Linked DNA regions of Gasterosteus aculeatus: region 1 is linked to region 2. A link is a contact called in public Hi-C data. All regions are on one chromosome and are shown on one strand. Each heading gives the region's core, a stretch centred on a gene start, on an enhancer-like site or on the middle of the called end of the contact. The rest is flanking DNA. Distances are from core to core; before and after follow the strand shown.

The links. Hi-C and Micro-C count contacts between places; a contact is called where the count stands out from the background.
Region 1: a contact with region 2 is called in a Hi-C map of skeletal muscle, with 4 times the contacts expected there. The contact joins two enhancer-like sites. A contact is called at or near these places in 2 of 6 Hi-C or Micro-C datasets (both in skeletal muscle).

Annotation. Positions count from the first base shown.
Region 1 is chr17:14,517,961-14,523,116 of fGasAcu3.hap1.1, reverse strand. It overlaps plxna1b (plexin A1b), which reads right to left. Exons shown (of 32, transcript XM_040203502.2): 14 at 3,693-3,816; 15 at 3,445-3,581; 16 at 837-1,004. Among protein-coding and RNA genes, the nearest start is that of LOC144388972, 43 kb to the left of the region's middle. Within about 2 kb of position 2,511, at least 3 of the 9 cell types and tissues checked have open chromatin away from gene starts, as enhancers often do.
Region 2 is chr17:14,313,684-14,318,924 of fGasAcu3.hap1.1, reverse strand. The region is part of intron 4 of chchd6b (coiled-coil-helix-coiled-coil-helix domain containing 6b); the gene reads right to left. Among protein-coding and RNA genes, the nearest start is that of chchd6b, 9.8 kb to the right of the region's middle. Within about 2 kb of position 1,299, at least 1 of the 9 cell types and tissues checked has open chromatin away from gene starts, as enhancers often do.

The DNA.
Region 1 (5,156 bases), core at 1,262-3,761, 200 kb before region 2:
TACTTTTGAAGTAAATGAGACATGAACAGTGTGTGTTTGTGCTTCCTTTCTGAGCTGAGGAGTAGAAGAGTTTCTAGGTCACGCAAGTGAGCCCATTAGCACTTGGTAGCTCCAAGCTTCTTCTCTTTTCTCCACAACACAGCTTGTGTTTGCACAAGAAATCTTCCCGCGGGTGTGTAGTCTCATTTCAATAAGTCAAGTAATATTTACAGATACATCTCTGCTGCAACTCAACTGTAGCAGTGCACTGCTTCAGGAACCGCTTTCACTGCTCCTCCTGCTCTCGACGATTTACTTTCAAAAATAAGTAAAGTATGAAAGTGGAGTAGAATGTAGTTCTTTTTTTTGGACTCAGTATGCTTGTGTAATAATACATTCAGGGATCATATTTCTACCAGGCGTTAATGGTTCGAACATCCACCAACAAGTTCAATAATGGATTAATGCATTTGTATCTGTTCTAAAGAGGTTCATCAAGCATGATTGGAGATCAAACACTGTATTGATTTGAAGTCCAGACATCTAAATGTTTGTAGGACATTTTACAAATGAATTCTGGTGGAATTAGCGGTTTGGCGCAGGAGAGCTTGAAAAATAGACCAATTTATGCCGATATCAGCCAGTTTGCAAAGGTTTGCAAACTGGCTGATATCGGCCATATCTGAGCTGATATCGGAGCTATTCACCTCGAAATCACTGTTTGGTTGACATACGCAATGCATGAAAAGTGAGAATGAATCAATAAGGCAGTCTTGGTTTTGCCATCACTGGAAGCTTATTTGCAACACGTAGCTTGCACCTTCACACAACAGGAAAAGCCCGTGTTGTGTCCTTACCTGGCGATGCTCCAGTCGGGCTCGATCTTGAGGATGGTGGGATCGTCAGAGTAGTTGAACTTGACCTCCGGGTTCCTCAGCTCAGCAGAGTTGATATCCACCATGACCGGGGTGGTACCTGGGGTTTGTCCCGCCGGAGTCACACACACAATCTCCTTGTTGCCCCGCCTAGAAGAGCAGGAGATGAAGTTGGGAGGGCAGGAGAGATAGTTAGAGACATTACATTGAAATGTTGCTGATGGTTTAAGTATTTGGGAGCTGACTCTCTGACAGATGCACAGAATACAAATTTAGGTGAGCGCAGAAAAAAAGAAATTCTTAATCATCCCTAAAATAACTCCTGAATTATTTATCAGACGCGACAAAAAGGCGCACACACACACACACACACACACACACACACACAGACAGACAGACAGACAGAGGGGACGGTCGCCCAACCTCAAGGCCGACATCTTTCAGCGTGTCCAGCCGTGGTTTCATCAGCCCGAATCACAGAGTACTGTACTTCAAAGCGCTCCCTCTTTCTCTCTCTCGCCCCCTCCTCCTTTATGTCTCTGTCTGTCCTTCCCTCCTGTGCTTCCTCTGGCTGATCTGAAGATCTGAAGTGGCAGATCAGGCTGGTCGTCTCTCTCTGTCTGATGTAACTCCCTTCCTGGAAGACGGGCAGCTGTGACCTGCTGCTAAACTCTGCGCCCCGCTGCAGTGGCTCATTCCACCGTCCCCTACCCCCGTCAGGACGTGTGACATTTTGATCATGGGTAGAACAAGCTGATCCGTACACAAATCCTCCCCCGTCATCTGCTGTGAAAGCGAAATCAACAGAAAGAAAGAAGATGATGGAAAATATGACTTTTATCGCCGCAGCTTGGCGTGGGCTGGGATTGGGTACAGAGTGGAGAAAAGCAAAGACCGGGGGAACCGGGCGTTTTTTGGCCACACATCGCCGCTCTCTCCAAGAGGCGATTCTCGACAGCGTCCTCGAAAGGAAACAGGACTGAAGACGGAGTGCAGAAAGAAGGAAAATATGGAAAAAAATTGACATTCCACTAGTGCCACGTCTCCATGGCAACCATTCTCACAACACGGTCGCTGCTGAGAGCGCTTGTGGTGCCGCGTACGTATTTCTGACAAGGTTGCGGCCACACAAAAGAAAGCCAAGAGGGGACACGGAAAGAAAGAAAAGAGAAGGAAAGGAATGGGGTTGCAGGCGGAGATAAGAGGATGAGTGACTCGGGGTAAATAGGTTTTGATTGAAGTGGAGGCCCTGTTGAATACGAAGACACATTAAAAAAGATGGACTCAAACAGTTCATTACTTTGGCCATAAAGGTTATTGCTGCTCAGTGAATGAAAGGCCAAGACTATTATGTTCACCTTACTTGGGATGTGCTTCAGAGCTTTAAATTGGCCTTTACTTTCTTTTGATGATATATAAAGAACTTGATAGGTCCGAGCTCATTAGTTTAACCTGTCACTTGTTGCCTGGGAGTAGAGAACGACTATAATTAAAACACCGGTGTTATAAAGAAATGTGTTCTAAAAATAGAGACAAGAAAGGGAGAAACAAGAGAAACTGGACTAGTGCCTCAGCTACAACGGAAAAACGTAAACGTGTTCTTCCTGTTACCAATATTCACTTTCATCAGTCAAGCTTTTTCCTTTCGCTACAGTACAGTTAGGTGATTGTTTAGTAACTGACAATCTTTTCAGTTAGTTTCGTTTCTCTGCCATCTGCCAGCAACCATACATGAGTGGATTTAGTCCGGAGCTCAATTCTCTGTCACTTTGCCAGGAACTCAAAGAAACAATAGAGTCCTCAGCTCAAGGAATTAGAGTCATATCACATTGGATCTTTGTCTCCTCTTGAAATATAGGTTTAATCTCTTGCAGAGAGATTGGCAATGCAAGATAACAGCAGCAGACGGTAATAAAAACAAAGAATGAATAATAAATAAAATGTCATTCAAAGCTGGAAAAATTTGGATTTCTGATTAAAAGCTACCCCGTATTATTCTTTCAAAATTGTGGTCATATCTGGGCTTCATGTACCAATATATCAAACTGTGGGCCATGCACTTAAGTCATTCACACCACAACTGAACAATGATATCATCTTCCCAGAGAAGGCTACACTGTCATTCTCACAATTGCAGTGAATTACAGTACCATGGGTCATCTTCTTGCCGCTAGTATTTTTCAGACCTGCGGCAAATCAAAAGCAGCTAACAGAAAAAAGGCTATTTTTGTGACCTAAAATGATCTATAAGCCACAAAACAAACAAACATACTAGGGCTTGGTTTGGTACTCAAAACACCAAAATAGGGAGTATTGAAACCTTTAGGAAACTCAACGCTTCACCTCACATGAAGGATATCAAATGAAGAACCACAAAAGGTATCGAATGTACCCGATTTCATTCCTCTTTAAAGGCTGGCATTGGTGCTTATATTGTATATTGTCAAATAATATTCAGTCCTAATAAATAGCTCTATAAAACACTAAGACTGTATGGTGCAATACTTCTTACTATATATTCCAAACGCGCTGCGAATCAAACGCAAGCTAACAAAATGCATTGCGTTAAAAGCAATTTGTTTTCGCTCACCTCTCAAAGCGACAGGGGTGAAGTCCTATTTTCACAGACACAGCACTGCCTGCATTGAGATGACTGCCTTCAATTGTGATCCTTGTTCCTCCAGACAGCGGCCCAGTGGAAGGAAGGACTCGGGTAAAGTATGGGGACTACAGGGGGACACAGGCAGAGGACAGGTGGATGAATAAGAACTTCAGAGCTTTAACAGAAACTTCAAATATTGAAAACATCTGTCCTCGCTGTAACGTGGCAGCACTTACCACAAAAGTGAAGGCCTTGGAGGACACGGCTTTGTAGTCGGGGTGAATGCAGTCCCTAACGCACACTTCTACCTGAGCGTCCTGCACCCTGTAACCTGTTGCATCATTCAGACGGCACACAATCCTGAAAAGGGGAAACACAGCGGTGGAAAGATGAAAAAAAAAGCATACACGCCGGTTTTCTATACAGTTTTTGCTTATCAATGAGACGGCCAATTCAGATGATGGACGCTTGGCCAAACATGCACCCAACCAGCAAGAAATACCAACAGTTCTTAATGAACTGTTTCGAAACCTCAGTCATAAAAATAACAAAACGACACAGCGAATGTTGTATTAGAGGAAATCTACGGTGATATGACAGGGCGGAGTTTTCCGTGCGCGTGTTTATGTGTGTGTGTGTCTGCATCAGGGCACGAAATGGAACTATAAACCTCGCACTTGGCCCTGGGCGCTGGCCGGCCAAACGAAAATCCTCTGGAGAAATGGTTGAGCGGGGGTACGAGTGGCGGTGTGGCCCGCGGGGGGGAACACACACTCCAATGGAGACACACTTGACTGTTAATTAGCCAGAAAGAAACGAATGAGACAGAGAAAGGGCAATAGTGCAGAGAAGAGAGGGAGGAAGGGAAGGAGAGACACAGAGAGAGAGAGAGAGAGAGAGAGAGAGGGGGAGGGGGGGGTAAAGTGGGATAGGCTGATTAATTGAACAAGCTCATATCCTACACGACTCCTCAACTTCCCTCCCTCCCTCCCTCCCTGCGATGAGTTATTAACTCTCCTGCTTATATCCTCCCGCAGGTGACCATGGCAACTGCGGCGACAGTGAATTTCACATTCCGATGCCTTCTGTTTCCATTGTTTTTATTTCCCTTTTCATTCAATCCCACTATGACAGGGGCCGCCATTAAAATGCTGGACAGCTCTCAGTCGGAAACTGCGCTTCACTTTCCTCATTACTGCACGGATGGCAGGCGGCTACATTGAGCTGTTATTACCTGGTTAGAAAGACAGAAAGTGCAGGTGCATCTGTAGCGATGACAACATTATAAATTACGCCTTCCTAAATCAAATAACTGAGGTGGAATGTGACGGTCAAACATTTAACAAACTACCAGCAAGCCAATGAAAAAGGTTATGGCAGGTTGCGTTTCTCTTCTCAACTCTTTTTTTCCCAATGTAGAATCAAATCTGGTGAATATTTAATGACTGAGGTGAATGACGAGCCCACTAATACTAGACACACCAGCAGCAATTCAATTTCAATCCAGTCTCAGGAACAGGAAATATATGAGGTACAAGTGTGAGCTGAGAGAAAGAGACAGCCGGAGCGAGAACATACGTGTCTACATTCTTCCCAACAGTCAGCGCAACCCTCTCTCCACCAGCTGACCTTCGACCTGTGCTGTCAGACCCGGTACCCTGTCCTGTCTCCTTCGCCGCAGATCCAATAGGGTCACAGGA
Region 2 (5,241 bases), core at 50-2,549:
TAGATGATAGACTTTTGAAAGGAGGTGAAGGGGCTTGCCGTGGTGCAGATAAAGACAAACACACACACAAGCAATTTGGTGGAGTCCATGGGCCGTAACGGACAACAGCATTTCAGGTGCATCCACTCATTCGTGTTTTTTTGCAGCTCTGAGCTCCCTAGTGACCACCAGTCAGCAGCCTTGGCCTGCACATTAAAGGTCTGGATCAACTGAGCCAGCAAAACATTACCAGGAAAGTCCTCCAAATAGACAAAGGCTTATATATTTCCAATTATTTTTTACCAAGATAAGGCTCAAACACAAAGCATTAAAGGCATTATTAAATCAAGTTAATTGGGGTCCTTCAGTAAACATAAATAACACCACAGACTAACTGGCTTGCAGGTGTCACATATGGATATGCAGAGGATGTATTGAACTGCAGGTAACTATAGCAACAATACTTGCCTCTGATTCTACCCCACCAATAAAATGACTAGTGAAACTTACATGGATATTGGAGCCGGATGAATACAATCATTAAATTATGTGAACAATAACCATCTTTAGAAATACCAGTCTCCTCCAAAAGGAGCCAGAGTTGTCAAAGAACTCTGACCATTTCTGTAACTTAACAAAACTGACTGCCGATACTCACACTCACTTCCTGCAGTGATAGGTCGGCCATGAAGGAATAAGAAAATGGCCCCGGTTTCAAGCTCGCACTGAAGCTCTAGCTTTTCATTAGTTTCAATCAAGAATGTGAACAACGGACTCTTGCACTGTGAAATCCTTCCAGTATATACCTATATTTTAACAATGTTTAGGAAGTCAATGGCTAACTATTAACTCCACCTTCCATTGTGGCCGTTTTACAAATCCAGAAGTACAGTTATAAGTTCAGTTTTTTCCTACTCTTAAAATACAACCAATCATACAGCCTAAATGGGTGCACACCAGCAGAGACGGACCGGGCTAAGTCTCTCCACATAATACAATTCATAGGAATTTCAGAGGAATGTTTTGTTTTTTAAAACCACTTTCATGACATAAAGCTATATGTTCATTGCACGCCACCAGAACTGAAGGAAAACTACAAAAACTAACATACATGGTAAAAGGACAAAATCATTTACCAAGATGAAGCAACGATGAAACTTCTTATCTCTCTGGTTAAATGGATCTTTATACATTGTATTATCTATGTTTGCTTGAATCGTCTTTTCTGTGGTTGTTCCACATAGGTCACCAGATGCACCTATGTCTAAATCAAGCATGAACTATGGTTCATGCTTGATTTAGACTTGAAACTCAGTCTACCAACACAGTGTGTGTGTGTGTTTGTGTTTCCTTACATAACACTGCTGTGTGTGCGTGCGTGCAGTGTGGGTGTGCAGATGAAATGACAGAAATGTGACAAGATGAAACCTTTTGGTCTCTTAACACCATCTCACATAGTAAGATACGCTTCCTTGGAAATCAATTATGTAAATATGGAATTATGCAAATTGTGCATTTGAATAAATCTGTGGGTTTGAGGGGAAAAGCATTTTGGTGTGGTTTTGTACTTTGAGTGAGGTTGGAGGGGGGGCAGAAACAGAGAGCAAGCAAGAGAAAGAACGAGAGAAGACAAAGACAGACAGAAACAGAGAGTGTCAAAATGAGGATTAGGCTGAAGAAGGTCACTGGCAGACAGTTTGCGCAGTTACACTCCTGATTTGGCTTTTTAATTAGAGAGAACCAGAGGAACAGACAAATAGAGGAAAATAAGAGCTAAATCACAGACCCCGTCATAACTATGGAAATAAGTACGGTAAGCATATTCATCACGTGTGCCAGGAATAAATGTCATTGATACAACTGAGTGCTTTCCCTACCGCTCTAGTTTGGTCGACGATGATCCTTAGTAGAACGCCAGAGTGCTTGTGTGGCTTTGCCCTCAAAAAGGCACACTGAACTTTGTTATGTTGCATTACTTTAAAAAATAAAGCTGACATGCTTTAAAAATGTGTTTTACTCATGACATAATCAGAGAACTTGGGGATACTTAAATACAGCGAAACACCGTTATCCCTTAAGTATTTACTTGATGCCTGAGCAACTTGAAAATCACAAAGCACCTCCTGTCTTCCAATATTAACTCTAACCCATCTGCATCAGACCTCAAATGCACTTTTGGTAGGACAGTGATCCAAACACATATCCATGAATCATATCGCCTGTGCCAGTTATGTGCACACAGGCGTGCACTAAAAAATACAGACACAAACATGTACGTGGCACAGAAAAGATTCCAGTGGCATGAATTGGTTAACTCGAGCTTAGTTTGCTCATTAAATGTGCGTTGTCGTCTCATCGGGGGCGGGTTAAATGAATTAACACTTCCCCATCAGCCGGCTTTCACACCGCAGACAGTCACACAGATAGATAAGAGACGGGAAAAAGGCGGAAGAAGAGAGACGTCGGGCAAACAAGAGGAATGGTTTCGTTTGGGGAAGATTTGAAAGGGTGCAGGAAATGAGAGAAGAAATGAAAAGGAGAGAAAGGGGGATGGAGAGAGATTGTCATTTGCCCCATCTCTCTCACTCAAATATCTTCACAGTTTGCCAAATAGAGAGAGAGAATAAAGTTTTATGTCCAACGATCTCTTCATACCGCCTTGTCCACTCTGGAGGAATTTCCTCGACCTTCAGACTCTGATTGGGTACAGCTATTCTAAGACCGCTTCAAATCCGAAACACGTGTCACTGACTGCCCTTTGTATTAGATTTCTTTTGTTTGAAATCTTAAAATTGAAAAACAAACAAATAAAGAAATTCAACAAAACAATATCCATAAAAATTGCAGCACTGCTACAACCAGCAGAAACAGTCTCATTAATGAATGCATTTCAGTAACCGTAAACTATTTTTTTTCAAAACAAGATATATATTTTACAAATAAGTTACATGACAACCTGCTTTTTTGTGTCTATATTTGCCATGAAACACGTGAAAACAATGTTCAGAATCTGAAACGTAATAGCGTCATATTGGACATAGAACCCCGTGACCCTTTTTTCTCGACTGAGATGAATAGAACCTTAAGCGTTCACGGTTCCAACATAAATCCTCATTCCAATCTGAGAACAAGCATCTGGGAAATATTACAGGTCCTCTAGTTGTGGGATATAAGTCTTTACTTCCCTACTACAAATGTCTCATTACTTCCCGCCTGCTCTCTGATGGGAGAGGTATTCCACTGCTACTCATTTGTCCTTTGACCCCCCCCCACTCGCTGCTCTATACCGATCAAAATCTCCTACGTTGGTGAACGCTCTGCTCGTCAGCAATTACTGCCGCTCCAGACGACGGAGGAGTACTATAGGTACGTGTGTGTGTGTGTGAGTGCTAGCGTTCACAAAGGGCTTAGCTGCTTTAACATGCAGAAAAAGATGTCAAGTCTGTGATTACACTGGCTGATAACAAGTGATTTAGCCGCATGCGTGAATGTGTGTGACTGAACTGCTGCGGTATTTTTACATTGTCAGTTTCTATACGAGAGGAATGACAACTGCAGGTCCGTATCTGTGTGCGTGTGCACATGTATTCTCCATCCCAGTCTCAGACTCAGAAGCCATCGTTATGGTGAAGACCTACTTGGCCTCTCACTCTACTGCCACTGCTTTATCTTTTTTCTTTCTCACTGATCCAACTTTATCCTCTGTCCCCCTCCCGTCCCGTCTTTGGCTAACAGGCAGTGTTAGCTACCCGGCTGGCTTCCTGGCTGTCAGACGTGTGAATATATTACTGTAGCACACTCAGAGGCTCTTCTTTCCACCTTCCAGCCAAACCCAGTTTGCATTTCTCCGAGCTCACTGCCCCCAGCCAATGACTAGCATTGGACATTGTTTAAAAATGTCCCTTCCGTCCTATTCACATGGACCACGTCAACCCAATTTCACTTCAAACAGACATAACTGAGTGTTTGAATCTGCACTGTGATCTTATTCCTTCAACAAGAAACACCTTTACAATGCGTGGACATTGAACAGAGGCACAGTGCGGCGTCTAATTGTTATGTTGCTGCTGTGTGATCTGTATGACAATCGTGTGCTATTGTCTGCTAAAAGAAACAGATTCATGGTCCTCATTTTAGATTCACGTTGTCATTTGATCCAAGGATCAAAGCGAAAAAATTCCATCCAGGGATTATTTTGGCACGGGCCGAATACAGTTAATGCAACATGCCCATCTGGTGCTAGAAAGAGGAGACTCACAGCAGCTGATGTGACCACAGGCTAGTTCAGCGAGGACAGAGGAGATGCTGGGATTTGCCTTCAAATCATTGACATGTGAGCAAATAACAGCAACACTCAAACAATATTTTAAAGATCTCTTTAAAGGTAAGGGTATTAAAGGGTAACAACGACAACGATTTTAGAATAGACAATTACATTTCATCACATATAAACATCTCACATAATGAGAGAGCAGGTGCGGGGGGGGGCTTCTGGTTAGCGAGGACTCCTCTGCTGTGGTCCGACTGGCTGCAATATCAGGGCCGACTCAAATCGATGCTGGGCTTTTTTTCCCTGCTTTTCATCATCCTTCTTTTGGACAGCGTCAAATGCTTCGCTCCGAGTCCTCATTCACGCACGCACCTAACACACACGCACGCACGCACGCTCTAAGCACCAAGGACACGGAGTCAGGGGTTGAAAAGAGAAAGATAGAAAAATGAAAGACGGCGGAGAAGGAATGAATGCTGGGAGAACATGTTGCCCAGGAGCACATGTTGCTGTCCAGCGTTTGCACGTCCAGCTTCTTAATGGCAAACCCCAAACATGCTTCAACAATGCCATCTAGTGCCTACTTACAGCGCTGCATCCTGTGCTCCCATCCCGCAGTAACGGGACAAACAACACCAATAATTAAAAATATGCAGCCACAGGTAATATGTGGACAAAGTAAGAAAGCTAACAGGCTGAATTAAAACACCTCAACAAGTGAAACCATACTACTTCATATTCCCACTGAAGAAGCCCAGTCTGAAACAGATCTTTTACCAATATATGGAACTTAAATAAAAGCAACTGCATTTGCTGTTTAGCTGCCTACACAACAATCTGGCTAGGTTGTTACAGGAAAGAGCTGAAGTGAACCCACTCCTTAAGAAAACAAGAGCATTTGGGGGTTAGGCACATATTTCAACTTGCATATAAAGCTTTCATTCATTACAGTTAAACTGAGTATGTCAATTTCTTTTTACAGAAACGCATGG